Regions from separate parts of the Zea mays genome. Here region 1 is linked to region 2. A link is a contact called in public Hi-C data. All regions are on one chromosome and are shown on one strand. Each heading gives the region's core, a stretch centred on a gene start, on an enhancer-like site or on the middle of the called end of the contact. The rest is flanking DNA. Distances are from core to core; before and after follow the strand shown.

The links. Hi-C and Micro-C count contacts between places; a contact is called where the count stands out from the background.
Region 1: a contact with region 2 is called in a Hi-C map of tassel, with 2.9 times the contacts expected there. The contact joins the promoter of LOC100284285 here to the promoter of LOC103634810 in region 2. A contact is called at or near these places in 2 of 25 Hi-C or Micro-C datasets (ear and tassel).

What each region holds. Positions count from the first base shown.
Region 1 is chr8:13,994,279-13,999,926 of Zm-B73-REFERENCE-NAM-5.0, reverse strand. It overlaps LOC100284285 (pirin-like protein), which reads right to left and starts at 1,582. Exons shown (of 5, transcript NM_001157180.2): 1 at 1,239-1,582; 2 at 993-1,125; 3 at 830-879; 4 at 620-687; 5 at 1-521. The coding sequence starts at 1,335.
Region 2 is chr8:13,738,071-13,743,716 of Zm-B73-REFERENCE-NAM-5.0, reverse strand. It overlaps LOC103634810 (L-Ala-D/L-amino acid epimerase), which reads left to right and starts at 4,029. Exons shown (of 7, transcript XM_008657399.4): 1 at 4,029-5,005; 2 at 5,350-5,460; 3 at 5,548-5,646. The coding sequence starts at 4,319.

The DNA of each region.
Region 1 (5,648 bases), core at 333-2,832, 260 kb before region 2:
CCGAGCGGCTGCCCGGCGGCGAGGACGAACCTTAACGGCCTGGCGGACCTGTTCCACACGCTGACGCCGTCGCCGGAGCCGAGGACGAGGCAGTGGTGTGCCGTGGCCGTCTCCCGTCCGAATACGCCCTCGCCGTCGACGACGTAGACGAAGGCGTTCCAGCCCTCCGGGACAGGCTGGTGCAGGCGGGACCCAGGTCGCATGGTGAAGTCCACGTACATGATGGGAGTGCGCGTGTACACGGGGGACGCCACGCCGAAGGCCTCCCCGGCGATGACGCGGGCCTCCACGCCGTCCTCGGTCTCCGCGCGGCTGATGTCCTTGCGCTCCAGCTCCTGGTATCGCGGCTCGATCATCTTGTCCTTGGAGGAGAGGTTGATCCAGAGCTGCAGGCCCTCGCTCACGCCGTCCCCAGCCGGCATCTCCGAGTGCACGATGCCTCGCCCCGCCGTCATCCACTGCACGTCCCCTGTCCTGATGGTGCCCTTGTGACCAGCGAAGTCCTGGTGGGTGATGGCCCCCTGCAGTAGCCACCAACCGGAACCAAAATGGTGGGGCGGGGACGTTTGAAGAGAAGAGAAGAGAAGAGAAGAGAAGATGTGGAGCAGACGTAACGCACCTCAAACATGTGGGTGACGGTCTCGAATCCTCTGTGCGGGTGGTCGGGAAACCCGGCGGGCTTGGAGACTGCGAGACCAACCAAGAGAGAGGGGTGAGGGAAGGAAACAGCAGGCAGCCAGAGCCAGGCGAGCAGGAAAGCTCGGATGATCCGAGCGTGCGGATTCGCAGAAGGCTGGAAATCTGGGCGCAAATAGAGTGGTGGTATTACCTGTGAACTCGTCGAGCTGGAGGAACGGGTCCAGGTTGCGGAGCTCGTGCCTGCACGGACGCGCAAGGCGGCGAGGACAAGTCAGCCAACGCCTCGTGATACCGAGGGCGAGGAGAGGAGAAGCAGCACGACCAAATCGAATCATCTGCCACTGCCAGCGTACCTGCCGATGCTCCTACGGACGGTGGCACCCTGACCCTCGGGCTGCGACTGCGCGAGGACCTTCTTGACCACGGCCCTGGGCTTCTCGAACGGCGCGGCGTCGGAGGCGGAGGACGACACGATCCGAGACCGAGCTGGGGGCAACGAGACGGCAGGGGTCAAGAAGACGACGGAGAAAAGGAGCAGGAGGAGGAGATCACGAGGAGCAGGAGCTGCTTTTGGGTGCTATGAGTAGTAATTGCTGTACTTGCTCGGCGGCGGTGGGGTGTGTTGTTGCCGAGCCTCACGACGATGGCAGGGGTAGGGGAGGAGACCAGGCCCATGTGCTGCTTCAGCCTCATCATGGTCGTCGTCGTCGCGGCCTCAGCCCTCAGCGCCCGTGCTGGTTAGTTCACGCCACACTCCTAGCTCCTTGGCGGAGGTATTTAGGCTGCGTTTGGTAGCGCTTTTTCAGCTCCGCTCCGAAGCAGAATCAATTCTCATATGCCAAACGGTCAAAAAACCAGACGCTTCACCGAAGGAGCGGAGCGAATCGCGTCCAATAATTGTACTGGCACATGGGAGCGAAAAAAACCTGCTCTACCGGCTCCCTCACCCGCTCGGGCATCCAGCCACAAGCCCAGCCTGGCTTTTGTCCAGACCGTGGCCATTAGGGTTGGAGGCGGCGCGGCGGCGCCAAGCTACCAGCCGCTACTAGCCTAGGACGCTGGAGATCCAGGCTGCCGCCCCTTCCGTCCAGAACACTCCCAAGCCCCTTCCGTCCACTACTACGCCATCTCTTCGTCTCGCGTCTTTCAGTGTGCAAGGTGAAGTTGCATTCCTCTCTCCCTCTAATCTGTAGCCGATTGAGGTGAGGACGCGAGTGTTTTTTCCTTCTGCTCTAGCTCCTGCGGTGTCTATTGGTTTCTTGATTTGAAAATCATTTTTAAGAAAATCTTTGCACACGAGTATAGAAGCTGTGAAAATCCAAAGTTCACACGTCCAGTCCAGCAGCACCATTTCTAGAAATGTTCTGCACGAAAAAATAAATAAAATCACAAGTCGAGAAGCTCATCATCAATCTATGCTTGCTGCTTTATACCTGTTGTTTTCCATGTTAGAAGAGCTAGCACTTTGATTTATCTTTTTTTTATTATTCATGGTTGTGGCAATAACAGCACCATGAAGGAGGATAATGCAGACTGGTGCGATGAAAATGTTAAGATAGCTTGTGAAATATTTGCTGAGGAAGTAAGAGCAAAGAACAGATCAGGTTCTCACTTAAACAAGCTTGGGTACAACTAGCAGCCAAACGCAATTCATCAACAAATTCACTCCTACCAGAGAATCGCCCAGAATCACTCCATTAGAGAATCAGCTCTCGGAGCTAGAGAATCATAGAGTGGAGCTCTACCAAACGAGCCCTAAATACTAGCCATCGGTCCAGGAAAACGGCAACGGAACGCTGGTTCAGCGCGTGAATCGCGGCATCGGCAGCAAATCTCTTAGCGCCAGAGGAGGACCGAACGATATGTGTGGATCAACGCTGGCAGCTTCTTGGCTTCGTCCATGATGAAGACGTTTGGGGGAGGACCGCATGGGTAGGCAGATATGCGCAGGGGGGTCATGGCCTTGCTTTTATCCACGACGTGGGTGGAGGATTGGATTAAGCACTTCGTGAGGTTGTTACGATGGATGCGAGCAATACGGAGGGAGAAGGGGGCTCAATTGCGTGGGTCCCACACAGTTGCATGCTGCGGCCAGCAGGAAAAAAAACGGAGAGCGTTTTTTTGGCCTGGTCGGCAACAGGTATGGCCTTCTTCTTTTTTTCTTTTCCTTTTCTAATTTGTTTTTTTTGTTTCAATTCAAATTCCAAGAAAAAAAGATGCATCATTCAATAATGATCGAGCATGTAAATTAGAATTTTGTACTATTTATTCATTTATCTTATTCACTTATCCAAATACTTTTAAATATATAGTTCATATACACAAACAATATATACAAACGCAATACCACATTGCGTGTGGTCCAATTAAAAGTGCACCAATATTCATTACTTATTTATTTTAATAGAAGATACTTTTTAAGGAATAATCTCTATTAAGAGACTTTAAACTAAACGTTTTTAGAACATTTATGAATATCTTAACTCATACAAGGATGTTCTTATTTATTTCTTGAAACTCACAGACTGACATTATTTTAATATTACTATTTATTTTTAGAAGGGGTGAACTCCTAAGTGTAAATATTCATCAGGGTCACTTTACTTTGGTTTAGAAAGATTTTACTAATCCCAAAATCAGAATATTGGGTGCTACAAATTCTACCCCCCTTAACAGAAATCTCGTCCTCGAGATTTGTAAGAAAAAGGGATACATAAGGATCTGTTTGTAATTTAGCTTTTAATCTATAATTGGTTCAAAAATCTAGAGTTTCATTTTTTTATAGTCAATAGGGGTTGATTAGGAGAGCATAGGTATCCGGCTACTTATTATGTGGATATAAGCTGGACAGGTTGTGGTAAGAAAGATTATGGCAAGGAGAAGACTTCATCCGAAATATTTGAATCTTGATTCATCTCGAGATTCGCTTTGACTGTTATATCCTTCCTTATCGATGTCGATCTTTTCTTCTCCAGTCTTGGTCTCATTGATTCCTGATTAGTGTATATCATCCGAAATTGGATTTTTCCTGTTTCCAGCACTTAGACACAATAAATTAGTCCATAAAACAATGTACTAAGTCTGAGAAACATACCTTTATCCTTGATTTGTACTTTGTCCACCTCTTTACACTTAGGCACTTGTGTTGGACACTAAATCACCAAAATACTTAGAAATGGCCCAAGGGCACATTTCCCTTTCAGATGTGTGCTCATGCAGGAAGGTCATGTGATTGCATATGCTTCTCGTTAGTTGCGGAAACATGAATTGAACTACCCCACTCATGACTTGGAATTAGCAGCCGTTGTGCATGCGCTCAAGATTTGGAGACATTATATCATGGGGACCAAGTGCCAAGTATATACGGATCATAAGAGTTTGAAGTATATATTCACTCAGAAGGATCTCAACCTTAGGCAACGTCGTTGGTTGGAGCTTATTAAGGATTATGATTTGGAGATTCACTATCACCCGGGCAAGGCAAATTTGGTTGCAGATGCCTTGAGTCGCAAGGAGCATGTTCATTTAGCTATTGTTGCCCAGCTACCCGATGAGATTGTTGAGGATTTCAGGAGACTTAACCTAGGGATAGTTGCTCATACTGAAGGCGTCACTATTGATGTGGAACCTACCTTGGAGCAAGAAGTCCGCAAAGGTCAACTTGAGGATGCTAAAATAAAAGAGATTAAGGATCTGATTACTGAAGGTCGAGTTCCGGAATTTACGAAAGATGAGCAAGGCACTGTATGGTTCAAGAACAGGATGTGTGTTCCTGATATTAAAAGCCTTCGAGAGACTATTTTAAAGGAGGCTCATGATTCGGATTATTCTATTCATCCTGGTAGTACTAAGATGTATCAGGATTTGAAGCGGAAGTATTGGTGGTATGGATTGAAGAGAGATGTGGCTGCACATGTGGCTATGTGCAATATATGTCAAAGAGTTCAGGCTGAACACCAGAGGCCAGCTGGACTATTGCATCCACTGAAGATACCCGAGTGGAAATGGGAAGAGATTGGTATGGATTTCATTACTGGATTGCCTCGCACCCAGAAAGGATATGATGCTATATGGGTGATTGTGGATAGATTGACTAAAGTGGCTCACTTTACTCCTGTGAAGACTACTTATAAAGGTTCTCAGCTAGCAGAGTTATATATGGCTCGGATTGTGTGTTTGCATGGAGTACCAAAGAAGATCGTGTCTGATCGAGGTTCGCAGTTTACCTCAAGATTTTGGAGAAGATTTCATGAGAACATGAGTACGAAGTTGAATTTCAGTACAGCTTATCACCCTCAGACTGATGGACAGACTGAAAGGACAAATCAAGTTTTGGAGGATATGTTGAGAGCTTGTGCCCTTCAACATGGAGGAAGTTGGGATAAAAGTCTACCGTATGCTGAGTTCTCATATAATAATAGTTACCAGGCCAGTCTGAAGATGTCACCTTTTGAAGCTTTATATGGGAGGAAGTGCAGGACTCCTTTGTATTGGGATCAGACTGGAGAAAGACAGTTCTTTGGGCCTGAATTGATTCAAGAAGCAGAAGAACAAGTCCGTATAATTCGAGAGAATTTGAGAGTGGCTCAAACCAGGCAAAAGAGTTATGCTGATAATAGAAGAAGACCACTGGAATTTGAAGAAGGAGATTATGTGTACCTCAAGGTGTCACCACTTCGTGGAATGAGGAGATTTAAAGTCAAGGGCAAATTGTCCCCTCGCTACATTGGACCATTCTTGATCTTTAGAAGAGTTGGGGAGATGGCATACCAACTCGAGTTACCGGATAGTTTATCGGATGTGCATAACGTGTTCCACGTATCTCAACTAAAGAAGTGTCTCCGTGTCCCTGAGGAACAGTTACCAATGGAGGAGCTCAGTGTTCAAGGTGATTTGACTTACACGGAGTACCCGATCAAGATTTTGGATATATTGACTCGAGTGACAAGAAATAAGGTGATAAAGATGTGCAAGGTGCAATGGAGTCACCACGGTGAAGATGAAGCAAC
Region 2 (5,646 bases), core at 2,780-5,279:
TATAGTATAAAATTGAGAGCCTATTGTCACCCCTACGTGTGGGAGGACCCGCTCGTCATCGACGTGTTCGGATGGGTCTAACTCTACGGGTCTTGTATGCTCGGATGGGTCTACGGTCGTGTTTGTTCATATAAGTTGGATTATGACGAAATAATAGTAGACTAAAATATCACATTATGACCATAAATAAACTGAAATAAGTTAATATTAAACAACTTATTTTAGCTTATTTGTAATCTCAAAGTATTATTTACCCTTCTACATTTCTAATATAATCCAACTTATATAATATACCAGTGTTATTATGCACTAGTCCTATAAGATGGGTCGTACCGTGCTGGCCCGGCACGAGCCCGTCGTGCTTCGGGCTTCAAAGTGTCGGGCCGGGCCAGCACGAATCACTTCCGGGTCGGGCCTTATCGTGCCTATGGACTAAAATGGAGGCCCAGCACGACATTAAAGCCCGTCGTGCTTGATTCGAGCCGTGCTTTTTTAGGCCCGGCACGCAATTAAAAATAAAAGCAGTCCATATTATATTAAAAGTCAACAGTCCATATTAACAACAATGAACACAAACAAGAACAACTTGTTATTAACAGAAATCCTCAAACAACATAAACAATGTGGGGCTTGTTAAAATGAACAGCAATGAACACAAACAAGTTTTGAGGGAAAATTCATTTTATTCCTCGATCTGCCTCGTTAAAAACCTTACACCCCAGTGTGGGACTCCCTCTGTAAGGAAAAGAGTACAGATCGGTAAAAGTTTTAATGTCCACAGTCCACAGTCCATATTACATTAACAGTCCATAATAACAGAATGAACTAGATAAAAGAAGTAACACTAATCATGGCTGAAATCAGCAAAAGCTTGTTCAATCTTAGAATCTTCAAGTTGATGCTGCTTTCTATCTTCTGCTCTTTTCCAATCCTTAAGGCATGTGATGGCCTCCACTGTCTCAGGTCCAAGATAGGATCTACTTTCTTCAATAATTCTACCCAATATGTTGAATGTGGCATCAGAAGAAACAGTCGAAACAGGAACAAGAAGAATATCTCTAGCAAAATAAGATAATACTGGGAAACTATACTTGTGTTCCCTCCACCATTCAAGTAATTTCACCTTATCACCTTTCAAGGTGCGATCAGTGGCTGCAAAGTTAGTAGACATATAATAATTCAATTCAACATTAGGATTCCACCTTTGATTTACTGTTGAGTTAGCAAATTCTTTTCCCTTCGATCTCTTCCATAAGTGGGCTGTCAAAGAACTATCTGATTGTTCTATATCAGTTTCATCCATTGTTTCTGTAACATCATTTTCACCATATTTGTTATAGTAAAAGCAAAAACACGAAATAGTTTATCTTTCACATGATTAAAACCATCTGAATAGTCCATATATAGCAAGTCACCAATTCCTTCTAAAGTAGATTGTACCCATCAAGTTTTTTTCTAGGATCCAAAATAGTTGCAAAGCAATATATATGGGATATGTTATCAAAATATTTTAGAAATTTTAATTCCATTGGAGCAACAACAGTGCAAAGAAGGGAATCAGATCTGTGCTTAGCAAATGACTCAACAATTAACCAAATGTAATCAATGACTAAGCAGGATGTAAGATAGTAAACACCTGATAAAACATTTGTGGCTACATAAAAGGGCATCAAGAACTCTCTAAAATGTTTCACCATATACCAATCAGCTTCAGTTAGCACCAAATCAATATCAAGAGCATTAACATTCACAAAGACAGTTATAATCTTTTTATAACCTTCCAGTTTCTTAAGCATAAGGTAGGTTGAATTCCATCTTATCTTCATATCGAGGCCAAATTTCCTTGATTTCAAATTATTTGCCTTGCAATACTCACCAAATTTTTTAATCATTTGAGGAGTACTAGTTATGAAACGAACAGCAGCACGAACATTATCCAAATACTTACTAACAACTGTTATGCCATCCTGAACAACTAGATTGATAATGTGGCACACACACCTTTGTTGGACAACATAACCATCTATGTATGACTGCAGATGAGGGGTAAGAGATTCTATCGCATTTATATTTGAGGAAGCATTATTAAGAGTAATAGACAAAATCTTATTCCTTATGTTAAAATCATTAACCACCTCAAGAATATGATTAGCAATTGCAGTACCAGTATGTGAATCATACATCACTCTAAAACCTATAACACGCTTATGAAGACAATATAAATTATCCAAATAGTGTGCAACAACAGAAATGTAACTAGTCTTTTGATGTGATGAAGTCCAAATATATGAAGTTAAAGCAAACGAAAACTGATTTTTTTTAAATTTTCTTTAAGAACAGCAAGTTGTTTGTGATACTGAGACCTGATTTTATAGTAGTTCTACTAACAGGTTGGTATTGTGGGCAGAAAGCACACTGAATCAGATTCTTAAAATTAGGGCTTTCTCCCATCATAATAGGCAAGTCTTTAGAAACAATGTATTTAATAATTTCTTCACTAGCTAATTGTGGATTGTAAACCCAAGTACTTACAGTGCCGTCCGCAGCAAAGTTTAGTTGAGTTTGCATACCTGCACCAAAAGTTTTCCCTACCTTTTTTAAACAAGCTTTGAAGTGTCGATTCAAATGCCTAGTGCCACCAGCAGAATCTGCACTCAACTCAGTTTTACAATAGTGACATATAACAATATAACTTTTTATACCATTCTCGATAATCTCCCGCTTATCCATATGCTTCCAGCACTCTGCCCTAGAAATAGATGGTTTAGCACCCTTTACTGACACATCAACACTAATATCACCATCTGCTGTTAAGGGACTAGAACCAGACTCAACCCTTTACTAGCATCTACTGGTAGTGGTAAGGAAAAGGAACTAGAACCAGATACAGGCTCAGTGCCACCACCATCTCCTGGTACTCGTAAGGAGGGACTATAAACAGGTCGAGGCCCAGGGACTTCCATGGTAGGGGAGAATTCACTAGAAATAGGATTGCTGGAATCATCTATCCTACTACTACAAAAAGCTTTTCTACCAGCTACCCTCTTCCTCCCCATTGTAGAGCAAATGAATATAGATCTAGCAAGTGAGTAGCAAGCAAACTGGGGTACTCTGGGAAAAGGCATGATTCAACTAGGTGAGAAACTGCTGTATAAATAAAGCAAGTGAGCTCGAGCCCATTAGTCAGCATGATTCAACTAGGTGAGAATTTAAGGAGAAAGCACTTACTGCTGCCTCTTGGGGAAAGGCACGAATGTGAAAAGGCCCGAATGCAAACCGGCCGAACAGGCACGAATGGGAAAAGTCACTTACTGCTGCCTCTTAGCGAAGTTCGTTGAGCGCTTGAGCCTTGAGCTGGCGTCGGCGACGGCGCTTCGATTCATAGGAAACATACTTGTGAATCGGGATTAGGGTTTTGAGATAGAACGAACCATTGGATAGAACGAAGCACATTAGGGATCCGGCAATGAAACGCCGCATCAGATGCGACCGGTGGTCGCCAAAGGCGAGCATGGAAGAGACGGTGACAGGGCAGCGACGGCAGCGCCCTGGAGACTGGAACCGGAGGCGTTAGGGTTTAGGAGAGGGACGAGGGAGCCGACAGAAACGAGGCGTCGCAGTCGCGGTAAAATACGCGTCGCGTGCGACGGTGCGTGCGGTGCGACGGTGCGTCCGTGCCCATTTTTGTGCCGGGCTGACACGGGCACGACCCAATTGCCCGTGCGTGTCATTTGGGCCATCGGACCGAAACGATAAGTACAGTCCAACATGCTAAGCGTGTCGTGCTGGCCCGTCTTCTTCTCTCCCGTGCTGAGCTGGCCTTCGTGCTTTCAAATTCGTGCCGGGTCCTTGCTGACCCGATGGGTATGGCCCTAACTAATAGGACTATTATGCACAATGCAGAACAGCGAAGGTCTTGTCTGTTGCTACTTGCTGATGTGTCCTCCACTCCTCCCGCTCCACGACGAACCACAACAAGCAACAAGCAACAAACCAACACGGCCAAAGGGCTGGATGACCTGCCTGCGTCGAGGTGCCACTGTCACCTGATCGGTGCCAACGTATCAGCGTCGTGGAATCTGAAATCTCTGCACCACGGCGACGTCCAGCCGGACCAGCCCCACATGTTGGTCTCCGGCCTCCGCGCTGCGCCGGTGTCGTCGCCCTCCTCGTCCTCGACGGCATCGCCCAGGCGCGCAGCATCGCACAGGAGAGGAGAGCCGTGCGCCCACGTGGGTGCTTCTCGCCAACTGTCCCTTGCCCGCTTGGTGTGGTGCTTTGTCTCGTCCCACTGCTGTACGTACTATTATGTGTCTATATGCGATGTGATGTGCCACACTATAAAAAACCAGCGCTCCACTCGGGGTCTCTCCTCTCTCTCTCTCTCTCTCCCCGTTGCGTTCTCGCTCGCTCGTCTTCTTTCGCCGCTTCCCCGCGAATCCCGCCGCCCGGCTTCCGGTCTCCGCTTCCCCCGTACGCAGTGGGCACCATGGACCCTTCGGTCTCCTCGTCGCCTCTCCGGCTCTCCGCCGGAACCCGCGCGAGCCCCGCCCCTACCCCGAGGCCGCCCAGCCTCGTCGTCGCGGCCGGCCGCCACCAGCCCGCGGCCGCCACCGCCACCACCCGCCTCCGCGCCGTCTCGCCGTCCCCGCCCCCGCCCTCCCCCGTGGGCTCGTTCGGCTTCGACGCGCTCAAGGAGACCTTCTCCGTGGACGTGGCGGCGGCCGGCGCGCGCCCGCTCCGCGTCCCGCTCGCCGCGCCCTTCACCATCGCGTCCTCGCGCCTCGCCGCGCTCTCCAACGTCGCCGTGCGCGTCGAGCTCCGCAGCGGCGCCGTCGGCTGGGGCGAGGCGCCCGTGCTGCCCTCCGTCACCGCCGAGGACCAGCCGGCGGCGCTCGGCGCCGCGGCCCGGGCGTGCGCCGCGCTCGCCGCCGCCCCCGCGGCGCCCCTCGGCGCCCTGCTGCAGGACGTTGCCGGTGTGCTCCCGGGACACGCCTTCGCCTCGGTGAGGGATCCGCAGCTTCTCTACGTCCTGCTTCGGCAAGTAAAATTTGCCTTGCGATACCGCGGTGGATTGGCTGCTGTTTGATCATTCATCCTAGGGAGGATAGGATAGGAACGTGATTCCTCATACGGATTCCTTTAGGGCTCCTTTAACATATACTAGCACATATGGAGGCGTTCCAGTTTTTTTCCCTTGGAAATTGATGAGATGCAGACATAAGGAACTGACATAGTTTCTCATTGATTCTCATTTTTCTTGATGGCCATTCAATTGCTTGATTTTTGTTTAGACTTATTAATGATTAGTCCTATGGTTGTATTTAATTGTATCCTTTTCCATTTAAGGCCAGAGCAGGAGTGGAGATGGCGCTGATTGACGCGGTTGCTAATAGCATTCGCATACCTCTATGGAGATTATTTGGAGGAGCATCAGATAGCGTGACAACTGACATCACGGTGTGATTACCTTACTGCACTGACTCCTGGTCCTGAAGGCTTTTAAATGCCATAACCAAAATTTTATCCTGATATTTCACTATTCAGATTCCAATCGTGACCCCAAATGAAGCTGCTCAATTGGCTGCAAAATACCGCGGACAAGGGTTTCAAACTCTAAAGCTCAAGGTTGGGAAGAACTTGAAT